Regions from separate parts of the Mus musculus genome. Here region 1 is linked to region 2. A link is a contact called in public Hi-C data. All regions are on one chromosome and are shown on one strand. Each heading gives the region's core, a stretch centred on a gene start, on an enhancer-like site or on the middle of the called end of the contact. The rest is flanking DNA. Distances are from core to core; before and after follow the strand shown.

Region 1 (4,370 bases), core at 499-2,998, 320 kb before region 2:
AATTAACTTAATCACCAGGTATGAAAGATAAGCAACACAAACAAACAGCACTCCCTGAAGCTTTCATTAAAATTAAAATTGTACTTAAAATTTAGCTCATATTTTCTAGGACTCAAACCCCTTCAAAGAGATAGTGTCTGCTCTATGTTTTCTCTGATAAGTGGCAGAGATGAGGGTGCAGGAGACAGTGGTAGACTGTGTGGTTTGGCTTCACCTCCTGGTCCTCTCACCAATGCAGGATCTGGACAGTTTATAGAAGTCATTCATTCAGCCGGGTCTGGTCCCTAAGCACTTCCATCACTTGTCAGACTGGTCCAAGAAAACAGAACTCAGAGGCAAGATTCCCAGATTCTTACTGCTGGGCCCCACACTGTGGAAAGCACAAGAAAAACAAGAGAGAAGGAACGCCACCCGCCACAAATCATCACGAGCCCTGGAAGGCAAGCTTCCCCTGCTCCTGCTTGCTTGTCTGGGCTGAGCCGGATGAGTGCAGAATGGGCGACCGGCGGGTCACAGTTCAATGTAGTCTTTATCAAACATTACACACACGGAAGGAATTCAGCCAAGTCTACAGAGCACGGTAGGAAGACCATGGGAGGCAGAGACAGCTAGCCTCGAATCCTGGCTCTTTATTTTGTTTTCTGCCTGTAATCTTGGGCATATCTTACTAATTTCTCTGAGCCTCAAATCCCTAGTTTACCAAATAAAGAAAATAACTTCTTGCCCATAACATCATCGTGGTAATCAGAGGAGGTCACAGAAAGGCCTGAAACTTATCCCACCTAAAGCATACACGTAATTAAGAAAGTCACTGGATATCCACCACTTTGTGGACCCAGAAGAGATCTAGATCTCAGTGACAGCAAGGCTTTTCTTGGCCTGTGGGTCAGAGAGAGGAGTTCTGAGCAGCCTTCTGCTCAGAAAGGCAGCGAGAACACGAGAACACCGTGGTGACTGGGAACTGGAGGATTGTAAGCAGCATGATATTGTCACCTGGTGAGGGGGACAGGAAGAAAACCTGGAGGGTTGAACATCTCTTGGTATGTGCAAACATCCCTGGAGGACATGACCTGAAGTGTTCTGAACGATTCTTCAGTGAGTCTCAGAGTCCAGTACCATATTTCCCTAGACCAGACAATGTCCCTTACAGAAGGAACTTGCTTGCTTTGGCTGAACTGTAGAGCTGAGGGGAACCTAGGGGTAGAGTTGAGGACACAGGGTCCTACTGTCATACACAAATTAGGACCTATCTTTTGGTTTAAAAACCTGCTCCCCTCCTCATTACAAAACACAGCCCCATGCGACCATTTCAGGATCTCAACCAAGTCTGGCACACGTTCTTCAGAAATACCAAGACGCGCTAGCCAGAGTTTTATTTTGTGGTTTGCCTCTTTCCTATTGTAAAGTTGCCTCGTTAATCAAAACAGTCATTATATCCGAGACAATCAAAGATGTCTAGGCTCTTTCCTATGTAACCCAAAACATGCTCATTTATAAGAGAAATAGTTAGAATACTTATAAGGCAAGTATTATTTTAGAAAAAGGGGGTGGACAGAAAAGATGTTTTCCGCAAACATTTCTGTCTTGACAGCTCAGTGTCACTCTCTCCGGGAGCCCTCAGCCCTTTGTGGTGAGGACAAATGTGTGTTAAAGAAAGTGGCTGGGGTTGGTCTCTTATCTGCAGTCACAGTGATGGTAGCACCACTTTCTAAACTGCCACACTCATCTGACAGGAAGCTGTGAAGGCTCTGGAAGGTTCTAAAGCCAACATACAGGGTGGCAGAATGTTACATAGAGAAGTGTTTGGAAGCTCGCCGTAGATAAGCCCCAGTGAGAGCTAAATACCAGATGTTCTCAACAAGGGAAAACCATGATGCAAGAGACTTACCAAATTGCATTTGCAGAAACCAAATAGCGAAGTGTTGTTCCACCCCACCCCACCCCTGACTGCCACCCCTGCCCCAGGACACCTGCTATGAGTGAGGTTCAGCATCTGCAAAGCACAGAGACCATGTGGTACTGATTTTGTATCTGAAATTTCTATTGTGTAGGCAATGTAGCCAGCCCCCTCTGAGGCTTTGCATGCACATGGAAAGAATCCTGTCTGTATTGCTTACCACTCAGAGTCTCTCTTAGGAAATCTCACTGACTGTTGGGCCAGCAGCAAAGGGCTCTGGGATGTTGCTAGCAGTCATTGCTAGCAACCAGGACCTGACATGTCTCTTCCTCTCTTCTCTAGTGTCCCAGGCACCAGTGCATCACATGGTAATCCCCACCTGGCTTGTAGAGCCATTCAAATGAGTATAACCACACAAACCAGGAATGGTCATATGGCCCTGGGTCTCACACTGGAGGATGAGGCACGACCTAGAGCTTAGTGTTTGGAACCTTCTCAGCCTGTACTTTGGACCTACCTCTAAGCCTGCCATTCCCAGATGATCTAGAATGGGTGGTCCAGAGGACCTGGGCCCAGCTCTTTGACTCTGTTCCTCTCGTTTCCCATGGTTCTGGGAAAGTCCCTTCCCTACACTGGGATTCTCTTTTTCAAAAGACAGTTGGGTCTAAGCAATTACTATAGCACCTTCCAACAGTCAACTGCAGATCCATGAGCACTTTCAGTTTGGTCAAGACTGGCTTTTAGCATCATGGTGAGTCTTTGATTGTTAGAAACACTTGAGAGCCCTTGTATTTTCTGTTTTTTAAATGGTCTTGTGTGTACGTGTCTAAGCATCTTTACTTACTAGATTTACTCATTCCATGAGTTTGCTACTCTTCCTTCTCCTCCTTTCCCTTCCATCCTTCCTCCCTTTCTCTCTTCCCTGCTCTCTTCTTTCAGAGGCTTCCCATGCAATCCAGGCTGGGCTCCATCCCATCCTTTACACCCATCTTCTCAGCACTGGGAGGACAAGTGTACGCCACCACACCCATCTTGGGGCTTTTTGTCTGAATGATGATTCCGCAACCTGGTTTGGGACTGCTCTCTGTCAGTGTCTTCGAAGAGCGTGACTTTTGCGAGTGATTATTTTCTTCTTACTTTTCTGTTTTCTGGCTAGAAGCTGTTTCTTCCTCCTCTGCAAATCATGTGCCTGTGATATCCTGTCCCCTCCCTTCTAATTTTCAGTGTATCTGAAAGCCAATTCAGCACACTTATTAGAGGGTCGGTAAAGTGAGAATATGTAGGGCTTGAAAGGCTCTTGGTGGCCCTTGTTTCCCATGCGGACATTGACCTTAGTAGGTGAGCTTCCATGTCTGGACTCTCTCTGGCTCCTGTTTCTTCAGACTGTTCCACACAGAAGGGGAGGTTCTTGGGTACCTGAGTTCTGAGACAAGCTATGTCTCTGCTCCTGTGGGGAGTATTTGCCAGGACCTTCTTCCCTGTTCCCATTGCCCTTCCACATGCCTTAGGCTCCATCCCTATCACCTGAACTTCTAAAACACACCTTCCCTCCTGCACCCCTATCAGTTCCCTTTTGCAGGGTCCTTTGCCTGGAGTCTGTGCATTCCTGTCTTCCCACCTGCCTGGCATGCAGCTCTTACTCCTCTAGGAAACTTTCCATGATACTCTCTGTGAGCCACGAGTCCTCCCCATCCCTGTGACCCCTCTGGCTTATCCTGTGTTGTGTCAGCTGATCTGTCTGGCAATACTGCCTTCAGGTATGAAGTCTTCTGTGGTTGATCTAATTTGTCTCTACCCAAATCAATGTCTGGAATCTCTGTTCTCCATTATAATTGGAAGAATGACTGACTGAATGAATGAATGAATGCTGTGAGTGAATCATGTTGTCTTTGCCTCCAAATTCAGATTTAATCCTAATTTGCAACTTATATTGTGGCCTTATATGGAAATATGGTCTTTATTGGGGTAACTGAGTTAAAATAAAGTCCTTAATGGATAAATAAAGTCCAAGTGGATGTTAATGCAGTGTCCTTGTCATGACCGGTGTCCTAGTAAGGAGAGAAAATGGGTATGCAGAGACCCATAAAAAGAAGACAACATGATGACATGTAGACACAAGACAGGGAGGTGATAGGCTTACACCACAGCTCCTGAACAATGGGCTGCGTGGCTGCCTGCTGCTCATGATAAACATTATCACTAGTCGGAAGAAGTAACTGGATGGAGAAACAAATGAAGAGGTAAGAAGAGAAAGCTACTACAGAGTGGGACAAGGACAGTATTAGTTACTTCTGTCTTTAATGAATCCTCAACGATGTTGAGATGGGAAGAGGGATCTGCACCCATTGCTCATGTGACATCAGCATGTGGTGGGATCTTTCCAAAGAACTACTTATTCTGTGTGGTGGGCCAGGCCCACCGAGTTTTCTAATCTGGATATAAAAGACTGAATGAGACCTGAGAGGACACTGTG
Region 2 (4,345 bases), core at 1,305-3,804:
ATGATGACTTCTGGTCCAGTGGGAGAGGGAGGAGGAGGAGGAGAGAGAGAGAGAGAGAGAGAGAGAGAGAGAGAGAAATAGGGAGGGAGGGAGGGAGGGAGGGAGGGAGGGAGGGAGGGAGGGAGGGAGGAAGGGAGGGAGGGAGGGAGGGAGAGAGAGAGAGAAGCTGAAATCCTACAATGAGTTTCAGATCCGCAGAGACTAGAGGTCACTCACAGGTAACTATGACTCTGAAAGCTGGCTTGGGGAAGGGTAGGGAATCTGAGCTCAGCCTAGCCTGCTGCAGGTGCCAGGAACTAGTTGGAAGGCTTCCAAAATCACAGCTGGAGGCCCTCTGAGGACCAGGGAGAGCCCAACCCTGAGGGACCCCTGAGTTGTGTAGGCTTTATTGGCAAGATTCTGCCTGGTGGGGAGGACCTGGGCTCCCTGAAGGGAAGGGCTGTAATCAAGAAGGGCCAGAGGGCCTAGGCAGGAAACTGCTCTGATCCAACAAGGGGAAGAGGGACACTTAGAAAAGAAATTCTTCTAAAGGCTGCCTCTCATGAACTGCCGCCCCGATGAATAGGCTGAATTGGATTGAAGGGCATCATCATATGTGTGTAGAAAAACTAGGAAGAATGTCACGACGGGGCTGGGGAGATGGCCCAGTCAGAAAGGGACTTTCTACACAAGCATGAGGACACATTTTAAAACTCGGCACGTGGACATTGTAATCAATTTCAATCAATGCTTGAGTGAGGGAGCAGAGACAGGAGGATCTCTGGCCACCTGGTAAGACAAGAAAGCCTGTCTTTAAAATAATAAATAAATAAATAAGTGTGGAACATGTAAGGGGTGGGGTGGCCCCTGGGGGTCAGGACACCACCAAACACCAGCTTCTTAGTACAACTCAGCACAAAGAAGATTTGTTATGCTGGAGGGCTGGGGGGGGGGGGGCCGAAGGGGGTAGGCTTGTTTGTGTCTGCATTAGGCAAAGGCATGGCCAAGCAGCAGCAGGTGCTTTTTCGTGGCTTTTTAAGGAGAAAAGGAGTCTGTGATAGGGAGAGTTGCTAAGTCTTGATTGAACATGTTAGCCAAATAATGAATTTTGATTGCTGGTCCTTAGTGTTTTGTCTCAGGAATGAACTGAACTCAAATAGTGTATAAACGCAAAGAGGGTTTTATTCTGCAGAAGTCCTGCCTGCTGGAGTCTCCTATTACCAAGATAGAGACTCTGAAGTGAGCATGCAGGCCTGATTTAAAGCACCCTAGGAGAATCCCAGGGTAAGTGTTTTACGCTATCTCTGAGGACATTCCATTACCGGGGTGTGGAGGCCACCTGGAAACTGCTGACCCATTGCCCTTGCTTCAGGTCAGGTGGTGGGGCAGTTTCTGATGGCAGGGCAGTTTCTGACTAGCTGCCTGAAGCCTGGGCTTTTAGGCCTAATCTCCTGAACTGCCAATTTGAAGCCGGTCATGGAGTCAGCCTGTCTCATCCAGGGTAGCTTTAGGAATGTAATCTAACAGTTTTAGGGAGAGAGAAAAGTAAAAGCCTGTAGACACCATGTTTGCTATGCTCAGGCCTGCTATCGAGCCAGCCCTTCAGAGAGCAATTGAAGAAGATGCTGGAATTGAAGAAGATGCTGTTGACTTCTGACCTGGGGGTGGGGGGCGTGCACGTGTGCATGCATACACACACACACACACACATGAATAGATAAGACATTTTTTTTTTTAAGTAAAAAGATGAGGCTGGAGAGATGTCTCAGCAATTAAGAGCACTTGCTGCTCATACGGAGGCCCTGGGTTCAGTTCCCTAAGTGCCTATAACTCTAGCTTGAGGGTCTCAGATGTTCTTCTGCTTCCTGGCTAACGTACTTATCTATGGGGAGTGGGGGTGGGGTGTGTGTGGAGCGAATGCTGTCACGGTTCTAAGAATCAACCTGTGTAACAGATGGGGTCAGAGAAGGTCACTCTCCCTACTTCCTCTCCCACCCCCGCTCAGTCTTCTCACCTATCGACTGTAGATAACAGCAACAGTCACAGATCCATGGTTCCAGGATTCCCTGGAATGCCAACAGTAGTGGGTGTGTCAGTCCCTTAGATGAGATGGCAAACAGCCACAGAAGTTGAGCATTTCCCTCACCCCTGTTTACTTAAATCATAATTTAAGCTTACTTTTGACTCCTAACACAAGGAAAGGGTTAAGAGACTAAATGTATTGTCTAGGAAATCCTGGTTAAAAAAAAAAAATTGGTCCATGCTCACTACAGAGGGGCTATCGTTGCACATGTGGCTGCAGTGTGATTCTGGTGTTTGTAATATATTTGCTCTGGGGGGGTGGCTGAATCCAGGAATGGAGAAGCCGTGGGCTCAGAAGTCATGGAGACGGAGCACCCACGACATTACTGAACATCCTCTTTTTACACTATCTCATTTGTTCTTTACTTAAACCACATGTGGCAGGAATTTCTGTTCTTTTACACATTGGGATTTGAGGTCAGGACAGCTCTGCAACTTGTTCCAAGGTACCTAGTCCATGCCTGTGGGTGGCCAGAGTCCATGTGGCCACAGGCTTTGCCAAGTGTTCTCCAGGTCTCTGTGGCCTGTTTCTGTAAGCCTGATTCTTACTGGGTTGTCGACCAAGTGTCCCACGCCCAGCATTTCCCACGCTTGGTGGCTATAAATAGCTGTTTTGTGCTGGAATAAGTCAAAGCCTTTTTCCCTCAGGACTGCAGAAAACACCCCACAGAGGGCCTGCAAAACACAGCTGCCCGAAGCGAACATAAGTAAGCTCGTAGCCATTCCCCCCTTCTTCTTGTGACATTTGAGAGCATCCCAAGCATTCATTTGGGAAGGCTGTGCTTTATAACTGATGTCACCCCTGGGTAGTCACAGACAGTATGATCCAAGAGGTCCTTTTGGGGGGACTCTGGTGACTTTCCAAAGGAGCTTGCAGCCTGGGAAACATCCTCAGAAAGAAACTGGTCCTGGAAGAGTTCGTAGGAGAACAGGACAGGCATCTGGGCTAGCCTGGTCCACTGCACAATGAGTGGGCTAGCCTAATCCACTGCACATCAAACATGGCCAGCCGCAGTTTCCTCTGCTTCCTGAGGATAGTTCTAAGTTTGCCATGATGTTCTTTCCATCTTTCCATGGCTAGAGGCAAGTGCTAACCATCACTTCTCTGCTGCTGGCCGTTGCAGAGATACTCACCTAGAGGGGCGGGGGGGAGGGGGGGTGGTACATGGGAAGTAAGCAGCAGGCCTCAGGGGAGCAAGCTCTATCAATGCAGTGTCTTTTCTCAACTTGTTTGTTCTGAGACAGGGTCTTCCCACAGAGCTCTGATTAACCTCGAGCTTAGGGTGACCCTCCTGCTTCTGCATACCTGCCCCCCCAAAACGTTAGGATCATAGGCATGAACCACGATGCCTAACCATTCTAGACTGTCTTTTAAGTTTTTTTCTTATTTATTTTGTGTGTGTGATATGTGCGTGCCACAGCATGTGTGGAAGCCAGAGGACAACTCTCAAGAATCTTTTTCATTTGTTTACCACACGATTCCTGGAGATTGGAGCCAGGACATGAGACATGTAGGCCCATGTCTTTACCCAGTGAATCATCTTGTCTGTTTCCATACCAGAGTGTACTAATGATAGCTTAGGTACAAGAAGGAAATGTGAAAATCACCACATGAGGGGTTGGAGAGATGGCTCAGCGGTTAGGAGCACTGACTGCTCTTCCAGAGGTCCTGAGTTCAAATCCCAACAACCACATGGTGGCTCATAACCTCTGTAATGGGATCTGATGCCCTCTTCTGGTGTGTCTGAAGATAGCACACTCACATAAAAGAAAGAAAAGGCAATCACCTGGGAGGAAAGTGGTTATCCCCGGGGTGTTTTCAAGGACATCCTGGCACTGCCCTGTTCACCTGCTTCCCAAGGCTGCTCTACCACAGACAGCAGTAGAGTCTCACTCTGAACACTACATTCCTGAGTCACTGGAGTCTGGGTGTGTCACGTGATCCCCTGGGGCCAATATGCACACTTCGGAAGGAGTTCTAAGGCTTCTTCACTGGATAAGGTTTGTAAAGCGCTTAGCCCACGCTAAGTGCTGCTTACGCGCAGCAGACCCTGGGTACTTCCTCTGCGGCTAAGTGACTTCCAGCTGTGCCGCTTAACAGGCTGGGTGTCTGCACAGTCTTCTCAGACTGGGAACTGCAGTTTCTAATCCCCAAAGTGAGAGGAATCATATGCGCTTCAGAGTCATCAGGACACTGAATGAGATAATGCATGAAAGTGTTCTTCGGATGCTGCCAAATGCTATGTAGTTGAAGTCACCAAGGCAACAGCAAGGGGTTTTTTGA

What was found. A called contact is a pair of places that touch in the nucleus more often than the background predicts.
Region 1: a Hi-C map of the G1E-ER4 cell line shows a contact between it and region 2, with 4 times the contacts expected there. The contact joins two enhancer-like sites. A contact is called at or near these places in 1 of 15 datasets of contacts at CTCF or cohesin (the G1E-ER4 cell line), 4 of 484 Hi-C or Micro-C datasets (the G1E-ER4 cell line and nephron progenitors) and 4 of 115 datasets of contacts at active chromatin or transcription factors (embryonic stem cells and microglia).

Annotation. Positions count from the first base shown.
Region 1 is chr2:35,829,044-35,833,413 of GRCm38.p6, reverse strand. All of the region lies in intron 6 of Ttll11 (tubulin tyrosine ligase-like family, member 11), which reads left to right. Among named protein-coding and RNA genes, the nearest start is that of Gm10829, 10 kb to the left of the region's middle. Within about 2 kb of position 1,748, at least 90 of the 459 cell types and tissues checked have an H3K27ac peak or open chromatin away from gene starts, as enhancers often do. A contact at or near this core is called in the G1E-ER4 cell line, where this site is marked.
Region 2 is chr2:35,507,085-35,511,429 of GRCm38.p6, reverse strand. No RefSeq gene overlaps it. Among named protein-coding and RNA genes, the nearest start is that of Gm35260, 4.4 kb to the right of the region's middle. Within about 2 kb of position 2,554, at least 102 of the 459 cell types and tissues checked have an H3K27ac peak or open chromatin away from gene starts, as enhancers often do. A contact at or near this core is called in the G1E-ER4 cell line, where this site is marked.